Linked DNA regions of Zea mays: region 2 is linked to region 1. Evidence: chromatin contacts called from public Hi-C data. All regions are on one chromosome and are shown on one strand. Each heading gives the region's core, a stretch centred on a gene start, on an enhancer-like site or on the middle of the called end of the contact. The rest is flanking DNA. Distances are from core to core; before and after follow the strand shown.

Region 1 (7,334 bases), core at 1,153-3,652:
TGGCTAACCAACACAAGCAACACACTGTGGAGAAGAAAACCAAGGAACTTGAATCGGCTTTTGAAGCTACGTACCTAGATGATGAGCAACAAGTATCACCAGGGAGCAAGAGAAAGGAGGGAGGATCTGCAGCAGGTAGCATTAATAAGAAGGACAAGTCACTTGTTCTTGAACAAAGAGGGAGGAGCAGCAAGGAACCATTACCAGGAAGTTCTAGTGCCAAACAAGCTTGAAATGCTTCTGGTTTTACATCTATTTATGTTTTTTTGTATAATATCTATGGACATGTACTGTGAACTGTACTACGAACTTTATAAGGAGTTGGGTGTACTCTTTTTCTTCCTAGGTTTTCTCACGAGGTATGAGTTTTTACCTAGGAAGGTTTTTAATAAGGTATCATTGCACTAAGGCTCCAAATTAATTATCTATTTGGCTAATTGTCCTGTTCTGTGATAAATGTTGAAATGATTGTCTTATGTAGTACAATGAAATTTTGAGATGCATTGTGTGTATAATTCTGTGTTTTCTGTATAATTATGTGATTTTGTATTTCTATTCATGGTCCGGACTCGGCACGTCATTGCCGGGCTAACCGTACTCTCGATCCGGCCCGGCCCACGAAGATGTTGGCGTGTCGGGTCTAGGCTGCCAGTTTAGCCCGCGTGTTACCCTGACTCGACACGGGAGCGATATTCGTGTCGTGCCTGTATACAGTGCCGACACGCATAGTTAAATATGTATAGTGGCGATGAACACGAGCACAAGGGAGAGGATGAGCGCGGACACGAGTGGAGGTGGAGCCTGAATGCCAGAACTGGGTTGGTCGTCGTCAGGGTCAGTGCCCATGGCCTCGAGCAGGATCACAACCATCAACGGCAGCAGCGTCAGCGTCACCAGGGGCCAGGGGTGATGAGGTAGTGGTATTCCAGCTTGACGTACTTGAGGTTCACCCTGTGGAGGAAGTCCATCAGCCGTTGGTGGGTGATGAGGTCGTCGCTGTGGAGCTAACACGGCGTCGCCGCCGACGACGGGGTGGCACTCGTGCACCTCTAATCCATCATTCCTCGTCCGCCTAGATCTGAAAGCGGAGTGCGAGTCAAAGGCGTGGACTGGCAGGCGTTTCCGATTGATAGCTAACGTGGGAACGATAGCAAAAGACTAAACATCCGATTATTATAGTACAAGGAATCCAATTGCAAGGTTTGACATACTAATTTTACAAAGCCCATTGTTCGGGATACCAGCAATCCAAAACAAACTCATCAGAAATATAGCCAATGTCTGTCTCAAGTTCTGACTCCTAAGCACCGCATGGCAACAATTTAGAAGAATGCAGTACTGAACTTTTGAACCCAATGCACTAGTTCGAATTATATGTATATTATTTTCTCCCTAAATGCTACATACAGAGGCATTCTAGGTTCAAGATACTTTGGACCCTCTCCAACCATTCACTGGACATCGCCCTCTCTCCCGTGCGTGTACGAAAACGATGAATTATTGTCCAGTGGTGCCCCCTCGCGAGAGGGAGAGCCTCTGCTCATGCCATGAAAGGGAAGTTCTAGGGGGCGTTTGGTTTAAGAAATCATTCCATCCAAAATGAGATGGTGCATCATGGATCTATTTCTCAAATTTGGTGGAATGATCTCAATCCTCATATTAGTACTAACTAATTAACTATGAAGAATGAGCTGGTGATGGATCAACTCATTCCAATCCACAAACCAAACAAAAAAGTAAGGAGTGATAAGATGATGGACTAGCTCATCACTCAAACCAAACACACTACTAGTCTCCCCTTTCATTAACCAGCGCATTTAATTATTAAATTAACTTTTTTCAAGTTTAATTACCCGATAATAATATGTATTATAATACTACAAATATGGTAGTATTTTTTTCAAAACTCTAAAAACTGATGTAAATATGTTAAGGTCGTCTCCAGCGGCTCCTATATCACATCCCCTATTGCATCCATGTTTCAAATTTTATTCTACAAATAGTATAATCTATAGTTTTAGATTTCACATTTTACATGATCCACCGAACGTAGCCTAAATAGATCAATTAAGGAGTAAGGTGAGCTGAATAGAGAGAATGGTTGGAGAGGATATGCAATATGGAAAATAGTTAAGGAGTATTTAAATATGAATAGAAAGTACGAACGTGAGGATTCGAGAGGAGGAATGGTTGGAGTTAGGCTTAGAAACTTGTAAGACTAATGCCTATGCTCAGTCAAAATAGCATTAAGTTCAGGTTCGATATCAATACAATTCATGGACAGTTTACATCTCATTAACTATGCAGATCGAGTTATTAGGTCCAAGAAAAATAGGTTAATAGCTACACTAAGGGCTAGTTTGGTAGTCTCAAGACCGGAGGACCGGAGGAGATTGAAGAGGCTAAAATCCATCTCTTATTCAAGATTGAATAAGGAGAGAATTTTAGCCTCTCTAATTCTCTCCGGGTTTTAGACTTCCAAACTAGCTCTAAGGTATTTCATTTATTATGCGCTGTTTAAATAGGATAATTAAGCGAGTGCTATGAGAATTGAGATGTTGTTTTGGCGGCGACGACAAAGGGCTAAAAAACAATCTTGCCGCTCCAACCAATTCGTCTTGGTTGCCGACACGGCACCTCGTCGGAATCAGGTGGCGCGACCTCCTCGCCGGCCGGCGCGACACCACCATGGGCCCGGAAGCAGTGCGGAAAAGCCTGGAGCCCACCGCAACCGCCGAGGAAATCACTGGCTCCACCCCTGCGCGGCTCCACTTCTACGACCCCTTCGTCCTCAGCGGCGTCCGTATCGAAGCCGCCGAGCACGGCCGCCTCCTCTGCTCTTTCGTCGTCACCCCTCGCCTCGCGGTAAGCCTCGCACTCCCCTCCCTTTGCGACCTCGGTTTGAGATGGTGGCGACTGAGTGACTGACGAAACATATGAGCTTGCCTACTTGGTTCGATCTGTGGTGCCCTTGCAGAGTCCCGTGGGATACCTCCGCAGCGGTGTCACAGCGACGCTCGCCGACCAGCTGGGATCGGCTGTGTTCTTCTGCAGTGGGATCCCCAGCAGCGGGGTCTCCATCGAGATCAGCGTCTCCTTTGTCGACTCGGCTGCCGTCGGGGTAAGACCCTCTCTCTTGGATCACATTTCATGTTGTCTTCGATTATGGTATAAAAAAAAGTAGCTCGTGTGGAGATCGGAATCTATGATTGAACTGGATCGATTTTGCACTTGCTAGCGCTAGAGCTAGGCAATTGGGGAAAATCCCTTTTTTTGCTGAAGAAAATGGCATTCACTGCAAGTAATTGCTAAGGTGTGTAGTTTGTATTAAAATGAGGCTGCGTCGAGGTTTTAGCATGTTTTAGGCGAATGCCAGATTGATATGCTGTGGTTTGTCTCCTAAATTGCATCTGTCCATGATTGGTACAATTCGACTGTTTGCTTTCGTGCATGGATTTCTGGCTGTCAGAAACTGTGTCCAAGTTGTTATAGGACTGCACCTCAGGGATCTTCTCTATACTGGATACTAGTCAGTATTGTGAAGTTGGCGGATGAGTAGGACTGTAGGAGTGAGTTGGGGACGCTGAAATTTGCTTCCAGTTTGATGGAAGTTGTTAGATTTCTGCTTTTATTGTTTTCTGGCATTCTGAAATAAGTTATTAGCTTACCTGTCTAGTAGAGGCCAGAGCCCATAGCCCAGACTGTACATTTTGTGGTAATTAATGATGGTACAGCTTCAATAGTGACCTTGCTTCCTCCACCAACATTATGGAGTGGTGGTAAGCCGCGACTTCCCCACTACCAAAAAATCAGAAGCGCACATTCAACGGCATCGTGATTTACACAATGTGGAACCTCTCGAAGGAGAGAAATTGTAGGATTTTCGAAAGCGTCGCCCTTCCCCGGTCCAATTCGCCTTAAGAATTAAAGAAGATGTTTCACAATTTAGATGGGCTTTACTTTTCATGTAATTTTCATACAGCTGCTTCCTGCTAGCCTGGAGCTATTAGTGTGTGGGGCTTAGCCTCCCGTTGAGTGTGCTCGAGTGTGGCTTGTCCGGTCTCAGACTGTTGTTTGTTCCCTTTAAACTCTTTCCCCTTAATTGATGGGCAGAGCTCCTACCGTTTTCGTTCAAAAAAAAACTTCAATAGTGAATGTTCTTTGGTTTTACTAGGATGTGGCAAAGATTTCATCATATAATCTTCTCTGCCTGTTCTAGACAACTTGATGTATCCATGATAACAAAATTCCAGGACCTATGAACCTATCTTTAGTTTAATTTTGGAATAGACTTTTTAAATCCTAATTCATTTATCCATCTTTCTTATACTAGAAAATCATCTTCAGAGTGATTAAGATATATTCCTAATCGCTGCCAAATAAATGACTCAATGCTGATAGTTTCATACTTTTTATTGTTTTCTGCGCTCATGATTGACAGATATGCCTGTTGCCATGCCAGTATCGTTAGGTCTAACATTGTTTATTTAGGATAGATAAATATCAACTATTTTCAGATTCTTCTAGAAGTTTAGTGCTGCTTCATGGTCGTCTATAAAGGTAGAATGCTTACATTTTTTATGACTTAACATCATTAAAAATTGCATGACAACAGCTTCACTGGCAAGATGTAATGGTTATTACTTCTTTGCTTTTTACCTTTTGGAAACTTGCATAATGGTTATAGTCTTACCTAAAGTATGGATGTGTTGCGTGTATAAGCAGAAAAGATGGTGAAATAAATGACTCGTGTTTGTTCTTTATTCGTTTTGTGTTGTTATCGGTTACAGTTGGAGCCTATTGGATAACATTATTGAACAGTGTAGGATTGTGTCACTTTATATCTGGAATTTTTTTTTCTGGTAGTTATAAAAAGTAACCATCTTGGTAGTTGATACAACCAGATGCCGCGTTGTATACGGGCTGATGGTCCTTTGGTTAACTTTCGGCATTACATTTAACTTTCGGGGTTAATTGTCCAGGAGGAAATAGAGGTTGAGGGAAAGTTATTACGTGCTGGAAAATCAGTCGGTGTCGTCTCCGTAGATTTCAGGAAGAAAAAGACAGGGAAATTGATGGCACAGGCCCGTCACACCAAGTATCTTGTGGCATCAAGCAAACTGTGAGGCGCTCCCCTTTTGTTAACAAGATATCAACATCAATTGCGCCCAGACTCTCCATACTGGTGCCATTATTAGTAGTCAGCAATCATGAAATGTTTGTGGCATATCTTTTTTTTTCAAAAAAATTCCTGTATATATTATATATATGAAATTCAAGTAAGTATCATTGGTGCCTCTGATGCATATCGGTCTAGTCATGTTACTTTCACTTGACAGCCATGATCAGATTATATATGTTTTCAAAGAAGGCACCGGGTTGTAAGTAACTTCGCAGGAAACTTTCAGTTATTGTTGGCTCAGTCTGCCACCATCTTGGGAGATTCTCTCCGTTAACAAAAGGAATTGATCGTTGCTGCATCACTCTATTATTGCCCTAGAAGATGCATGGTATTTAATCTGGGTCCACACATCGGCCTGAGATAGTTGGTGAAAGTAGGCCCGACTGCCACCATGCTGTGTTTTTGTGTGTACGAGTTCTAGGTCCTTGTGGGCTATCTCCTGTCTGTTCTGCTGTTGGTTGACCCCAAATTGTTATCGACTTATGATGATAGGATCCCAACAATGATTTGCAAGAATTGTCCCTTTCCGACCTACGCCCAGCAGTTTTTAAATCTGTGATGCAAGTAAATGGTACAGTCAATGTAATACTCAAAATTCTAAATAAAGAATATAGAGAGATCTTCTCATTTTATGTGCCTTATTTGCATCATAAAAAGAACATACATATAATTAAGAGTGATTAATCAGAACAAATGATACTAAATAAAACATAGTGCATCTCGTTGGAGTTTTATATGTTTGTGCATTAAATAAAATAACAAGGATAATAATAATAAGATAATAATTACTAGAAAATTTGAATCCTAGATTGAGAATTAGGGTTTGAATTAAGAGAAGGGAAGAACTGAGAAAAATACTACATAAAATAAAATAAAAATCAAAATAAATACCTTTCACACTTATATTATTAAACTATACATTTCAAATTGAGGAGAAGTTATTCACAAAGTTTGAATTTAAACTTGAATTCAAATTGAATTTAAAAATGGAGAAAAAGAGATAGAAAAGAAAAGAATAAAACAGAACTACCCTAACTGGGCCCCAACTTCGCTTTCAGCCCACTAGGGGAAAACCCTCTGCGCGGCCCACTTTCGTCACGCGCGCGCCGACACAATGGGGCCAGCAGTCGGCCACTCAATGCACTCACGCCCGTTCCAGTCACTGACCTGCGGACCCCACCTACTTCGGCCACTCACGCGTGACTGCACGCCTGCTTAACCTGACTCGTGGGGCCATCGTGCAGGACCGTCGTCCTCGCGTGGTTGTTGCGCTCCGCGCGACAGACTCGGGCTCCGTTGGGATTGGAATCTAGGCCCGCGAGTCAGCCTCCCATGCGCGTGTTGCCTCCTTCACGCTTGTGCCGCGGTGTCGTGGGTCCGGGCCGTCAGACCTCAACCGATTGCCCGGTAATGGCGGAATCGCCCTGCGGACTCGGGCTCCGTAGCTCAAATCACGGCGCTAACCGCAGCTCCACCTCGTCGCAGCTTCAAAAGCGGCCGAAGACCCTCCTCGCTTCTTCCCTTACCTCCCCTGCTCCGTGGATTCCATACCAATCGTTGCCGCCGCTGTTTTCCGCTCGCGAGTGTAGCCGCCGCTGCCGAACCACGCCGTTAGCGCCGCCGCGCCCGCAAGGCCTGGTTTTGGTGGCAAATTGGCGTGCCTAGAACCCGATTGTTGCAACCGTTGAGGGTGTGGAGTCCGGGGTGACGACGAATTGCTCATCGTGCTTCTTCCTCCGTCGCGGATCCGCGCACCTCCGTGGTCAGGACGCTGCACTGCGAGATTGACGGTATGGGTCCCTTCCCCATGTTCGAGTTCTTCCCAATTTCAATTCGCACCTTCTACACCTAGCAGTCGTGCACCGTAGGTTGGATCAGGGAGTCCGACAATGGCGCGCCGCCGTGCTGAGTGCCGGCCCGCCGTGATTGTGCGTAGTGGGGGGGGGGAGAGTCGACCACCGTCGATCTGTCGATGGAGGGCAGAGATTAGATGATAGCATACCTATTCGCGCGATTAAATCGTGACCATTGATCCTCTATCTGATGGCTTAGGGCAGATTGGGCTAACATAAAATCAGAACCCTAGGATCTTGATCTAATGGTCAGTTTTCCATACCGCTTCGTAGCGAATAGCGATCTAATCTGGACCGCT
Region 2 (6,541 bases), core at 929-3,428, 120 kb after region 1:
AAGTAGATTGAAGTGTATTTTAGGGATTGAAAGGGAAATTAGTTCATATTACACTTCAATACACCTTATACCACCTCAATCCACTCCAATCCAAGATTACCCAAACAAGCCCTAAAGGAACTACCACCGCCAACACGGAGGATGCTGGGGGAGGCGTTGTCACCAGCTCCTTCCCCTTGCGACGCTTCGATGGCGCAATGGGCGACAGAGGGTGCGATGCCACCAGCACCGTTCCCCTCGCCATGCCCAACCGACGTAGCAGGAGCGGAGGATGACACCATTGCCTCGACACTTTCCTCGCGATGCTCCGCAGGCGCCACGAGTGAAGCGGGGTCCACCGCCAGCTCTTCCCTTGGGGCCGGGGCACTTGAGCTAGCCTTGGCATCGCCATAGTGGGACGACCCGCTCACTGACGCTAGGGGCCCAATCCCGTTGGAGGCCGTGGAGCTCATGTCCTCCGTGTCGGTCGAAGGAGTATCTAGATCGAGTGAGAACTAACACTAAGGCTTGATTTGGTGACAAGGGAAACCCGAGAGGATTGGAGGGGATTGAGAGGGAAATAAACTAATTTCCCCCTCAATCTCCTTCGATCCTCCCGGGATCCCGGCTCACCAAATCAGCCCTAAGGGACTCTCTGGGATCCGAAGATACCTTGCACATTTCGAGTGCCACGTAGGATGTGGGCATGCCTCTTGAGTATCAAGGCGCTAGGTAGTTCGCTAATTATTGCGACGAGTGTCTGCCTGTCATGCATCACCAAAGTCCGTCACCGATATGAGGGCATGTACAACGAAGAGATATTAGATCAGTTTTCTAAATACAAGAGACACCTAAGGAACTTCATAATACAACTATGATCTTTTGGATCATAAATACAGTTGAGAGACAATGTGTATGGAGAGTTGTGTAATGTGTAGAGATAGTCTCTTCGTGAAGAGCCTATCTCTTGTATTTATTCAATTAACCCATAGATACCCTTCAAGAGACCCCATATTAAATGAGGTTGTACAAGCCATGATACACCCCATCGCGCTAAATGTGTGGTCAAGTCTTGGTCCCCTCGACGTGTCCTAGTTGTCGACTAGCTGAACCGTTCTTTCTAGAAAGTGGATAATTGTTGACCATTGGGAGTTGGGATGTTAAGGCATGTAATACCCCCAGACCTTATATCGATTTTCCAAGAGACAACTAAGAAATTGCATAATACAATCTTGAGTCCTCTAAATCATAAGTGCAGTTAAGAGACAATATATAGAGAGAGTTGTGTATATACGTACTTTTCGTGAAGAGTTGTCTCTTGTACTTTTTCCAATTAACCCCGACTCCTCAAGAGACCATACATTAAATAATGTTGTACGTGCCTCTAGTGTAGTATTATTTAGAGAGTTCTACGACACAAATTTCAAGACTGTTATATTCTATAAAATAAAATAAAATATAGATGAAACATTTATCTTTAATAGTAAGTTTTATTCTATAATTTTATAATTCATAGATAAATAGTAACCATGAGAGAAGAGTTTTATTTATATAAAACTTGTTATTTCTTTTTTTATTAAAAATAATACTCCCTCTGTCTCAAATTAGAATTCGTCTCACTTTTATGTGCCACGTTTGAACGGTTCGTCCTATTCATTTTTTTGAATTTTTTTTAAAGACACATTTAAAGTATATTATATGCTAAACAATATCACCGTAAAAATTAAATAATAATTATGAATTTTATAAATAAGACAAACCGGTCAAACTTAGGGTAAAAAAATCAAATGAATTATAAATTGAAACCGAGAAAATATTATATTATATAACAGATTATTTTTAAATACAAATAAAACTCTCATTAGGGGCCGGTAAGGTGTGCTGTACTGCTTTGCCATCCATCGCCAACGAAGTGAAGCGCCTATTCTGCTGCTCATGGCCCATGGACACGGAAAACAGTGGGATTTAAATGGGGGAGCACGGCGACAGGCGACACCGCGACAGCACAAGATAGCCGGAGGATTTGAAGATGGCAACGGCACTCAAATCGTGCCTGCACGCAGGTAGCCCACCACATGCGTCATTGTATTGTACATGTACCGGCGCACTGTCGCCGTACAGGTCGTGCACGCATCTCGGGTCCAAGGAGCGTTTATTGTAGCGTGAGCACCGCTGACGCCCGTGCCCCTTGCTGTCGTGTCGAGCCCCGGTTCGGCTTCGCGTCCTCGACTCCTCGGCTCCAAACCCGAGTTACGTCCCGTGGTACGGGGGTTGGTGGGCGGGTAGCTGACGGTTCGGCAGCTTCGGGGCTCGCCGCTGCCAACGGCCGACCGCAGTTCTCAGTGCCGGAGGGTGGACACCACTATATGTACGTACATATTTTTTTTAAAAAAATATCTATATATTATATTTATTTAACAGCGTTTTTATAACTAATTCTCTATACGGCACAGATTTATATTAAAATACACTTCTCTTCGGTTTTTTATACATTTATATTTATCATATCCTTAAATATCTTATGTATATATTTTAGTTTACTTAATCCTTTGTCTAAAATATAGAAAAGAATAGAGAAGAAAGATATAGAGAGGAGATGAAAGAGTATCAAGGAGGTTTTAGAGAAAACTGTTTAAAATTATAAAGAAAAGAATCTTTTCTACATTTAGGATAGAAGAACATATAAAGTTCCATCTCAGATAGCCTGGCTGCGTTGAATGATAAAAGTAGATCTGGCAGCCGCTCACACGGTGTAGTCCTATCCTTAGAACGACTATTCTACTATATGTTAGCGATCCTACAGTCAGCACGACTTTGATATCACTTATGTCACATCTGGTTTTAGAAGGCAAACCGAATGCAAACCATGTACGTGTCAGGATCAGCAATCCACGTACACAGTAGTTACATAATCAGACATCATCAAACAGTGCTCGAATAATAACATAAAAGAGGGTAATAGTTAATTACATCATGATGTCCGAGACATCCACATAATTAATAACAATTATCAAAGTGCGAAAACGAAAAGTAGATAAACACGGGGTTTGCCGCTAACCCACGCCTAGAACTCGTCGTACACATGAAACTCCTGGAAGTCCTCCTCCATGACTTCATCTTCTCTAAAAAAATATATACTATGTCCATGATTCCCAAAACTAGCCTCGGAGTTATTTTCATGATACTATCTTCAGTCATATCCTCTATATTCTCTTTTATAGACTCTAATATATTTACTATATTATATCTCATTTCTCTCGAGCAATATTCTCCATATCTCGTATGTACGTTACTAGTTAGATGTTCGTGTCGTGCATTGATACAGTTTCTATATATCAAACAGATAGACCTTGCTTAAATGAAATATTTATACAAACACGATCCAAATCCATAAATTTCTAGATCGCATCAAAGGAAGACAATCGAGGACTGGGACATGGTCAACACACACCGGTAGTCGGGCACGCCTCTAGATCTAACCAAACCAATGTCGAGTTAGGTGTACGGCAGTGCCATCCCTAATGGTGCGGCGGATCTGACGGTGCGCCTCACACGAATCTGAACGGGCGATGACGCCCTCGGATAGCGCGGTGCACCTGCGATTTTTCCCTAGAGATGATAGGTGACGGTGTGATGAGGAGAGAGATTGAGATAACGGACTATGAGGTATGTGGTGAGATGAGATAAAGTTTTTTCTCGTTTTTTTTTCACTCCCGAGATCAGGGATGACAAGGGCTGAGATACTAGACTATAGATGGTCAAATGAGTCGTGTCTGATGAGCCGGCCTGCCCGAGTCACGTCACATTTAATAGTGTCCAGCTCGACACAATTCAAAGTTGACTCATGCCGGTCAGTCTCAAGAATTGTGTGTGTCAGAGCACTCATCTCGGCTCGTGTAGTAGTCCATCCCGGAACGATTATTTTTATTTTCAAATTATTAGTGTATATATATATACAACATCTATTATTTGTATTGCACAATATTTACAATATTTATTACTTTTATATAATAAATGGAAGAGAATGTATCTGGTGCAAACCAACCTCTCCATGCAATCGTGCAAACTTCTAATCTGAACAAAATGATGTTGATCTAAAAGATGTAGGGACGTGGATAATTTTACACTTAACCGCCCGTTGTTAATCACACTTTTTCAAATTCCCCCTCCAACTCCTCCGCACGTCCCCTTATACTAACATCATGTGGTTCAGATTACAAGTTTGCACGGTTGCACGGAACTCGGAAGGGTTGGTTTGCACCAGATATGTTCCCTAAATGGAAATGTACTTTAGTGGTTACAAGATAAGCCTTGCTATTTCGATGTCATGGATTCCATGTATAAAAGATGGAGGATCGTTCTCTATAATATAGTTAAAGGATGCTTTAGAGGATAATATTAAAACGTACGTATTAGAAACAATTTTGTTTAAATATAGTGCAGGAGACTCTGATCGGAGTCGGTCTCAATCGCGACGTGACGTCAACAGTCAGCACCGTCCGAAACACGGCCTTAATTTCGGCAGGTAGAGATGGCCGGGGCAGCGGACGAGCTGTGTACTGTGCGTGTGCGGCGCGTGGCAGTGGACTGCTGGACTCGCTGATCTAGCTCGTGTGTCACTGTTGACCCAAAGTATTCTAGAATCTGGGTGCGGGCAATCATGTACGCATCTTCTTCAACGGCACTTTACACTTGTACAGTGTGTGTGCCATTGCCATGGCCGGACATGGGCCCGAGCAAACAGAGTCGCACTGCACTGTCCGGCGGCTACTGCCTCTGCTCCGGTAGTCTGGTCCCATCAACACTACTGTACTGATGGACTGACGGTGGGTGGGTCCATCCCGAAGCCCCGAAGTCCAGAACCAGTGTTTTTTTTTGTTTTGACAACATCATACAACTTATATACAATTTATATAAAATGAAATATAAAAACTCGTTGTTCCTTGAACAGTTAGCTGGGCTACGCATGGAGCTTCACAGCGTATGTGAATGGAAACTAAAGCAAACAGGCCCAGTTCGGGCCCAGGTCTTATAGTTTCTTCTGGTCCGTGTAGAAGGAGCTAAGAATGATCTCCCCAAAATAAGTTATTAGACCATATTATGTATCGTCCCACTACCACTACCACTGGGGCACTGCCAGACACGAAGCTATGATGACGTTAGAACAATTGCGACATGTATAATTTTTATTTAATATATGATTTTTTAAGTGATCTCTAGGTAAATCTCTTCTCTACTACTTATTAATGTTGCAATAGTAGTCTGTCATTCCCTGTTCTGCTCATTCCGTGTTCTGTCTTTCCGATTCCCTTCTCCCCGCGCAGAGTCCATTCTCATGTTCTGCCACTATTCTATATCTATTATTCTCATTCCCCCGCGCACTATATCTATTATTCTCATGTTCTGCCATCATTCTAGCCGACGCCTAAAAATACACATGGCCCCAAGGGGATTCGAACTCATGATCTCTCAAGCAAATGCTAGCACTAGCTACCACTACACCACATGTGTATTTATGTCTACATCTATAACAGAAAACACATCTACTACATCTCTTCCCAAGCCCACCTGCTACCTTTGCACAATGCGTAGTAGTAGATAAGTATCATCGAGATTCTTGAATTATATTTTTGGATTGAGGGAGTAGTATTTAAAGAAGAGCCTTGCATGGAATTTCTTTTGTTTGAATAATGTTTTCAACTTAATTTCCTTTTTTGCATGCGTGACATTTATTCTTCGTAATATTTTTTTCCATAGATCTGACTTTTGAGTCATATTTATAAACCAACGCCAAACATGAATCAATGTTTCTTACTTGAAAAACCCGAACAAACACCATTAGCAGGAGGCACTCGCGTTGGGGTCGCTCATCGACGACAAGAAGAAACTTGGCGACTGCCAGTTCGACCTCTAGAAACAGTCCTACGTGGCCGCATGTGCCGCTATGTACGACAAGCTCCGGCGCAGCCGCCACTTGGACGCGGTGCAGAGCGGCTGCTCCACGCTGTCCATCGTCAAGCAGGGGGACCTCATGGTCATCGCCAACGTCGGCGACTCTCGGGTTGTTCTGGGCACCGCATTCGACAACGACGCCATGACGTCGTCCAGCTCATCGTCCACCTGAAGCCCAACCTGCCATGTAAGTCGCTACTGACTGGCTATAAATTCTTGTGCGCTGAGACGATGGTTGTTGCTGACGTTGTATGAGTGTCCTTGTCGGGGACCATAATTAGGGGTACCCTCAAGGCTCCTAATTCTCAGCTGGTAACCCCCATCAGCATAAAGCTGCAAAGGCCTGATGGGTGCGATTAAGTCAGGGATCGGTCCGTTCAAGGGACATGATCACGCCTCGCCCGAGCCTAGCCTCGGACAAGGGCAGCCGACCCCGGAGGATCTCCGCCTTGCCCGAGGCCCCCCCTCCAGCGGCTAACGTATTTCCGGCTCGCCCGAGGCCCTATCTTCGCCAAGAAGCAACCCTGACCAAATCGCCGCGCCGACCGACCAAATCGCAGGAGCATTTAATGCAAAGGAGGCCTGACGCCTTTATCCTGACGCGCGCCCT

What was found. Hi-C and Micro-C count contacts between places; a contact is called where the count stands out from the background.
Region 2: a contact with region 1 is called in a Hi-C map of ear, with 1.9 times the contacts expected there. The contact joins the enhancer-like site here to the promoter of LOC100278796 in region 1. A contact is called at or near these places in 3 of 25 Hi-C or Micro-C datasets (ear, leaf and tassel).

The regions. Positions count from the first base shown.
Region 1 is chr2:50,957,154-50,964,487 of Zm-B73-REFERENCE-NAM-5.0, forward strand. It overlaps LOC100278796 (acyl-coenzyme A thioesterase 13), which reads left to right and starts at 2,403. Exons shown (of 3, transcript XM_008671169.3): 1 at 2,403-2,865; 2 at 2,978-3,121; 3 at 4,983-5,483. The coding sequence starts at 2,689. The coding sequence ends at 5,126.
Region 2 is chr2:51,080,008-51,086,548 of Zm-B73-REFERENCE-NAM-5.0, forward strand. No RefSeq gene overlaps it. Among protein-coding and RNA genes, the nearest start is that of LOC103646432, 3.8 kb to the left of the region's middle. Within about 2 kb of position 2,179, at least 17 of the 20 cell types and tissues checked have an H3K27ac peak or open chromatin away from gene starts, as enhancers often do. A contact at or near this core is called in ear, leaf and tassel, where this site is marked.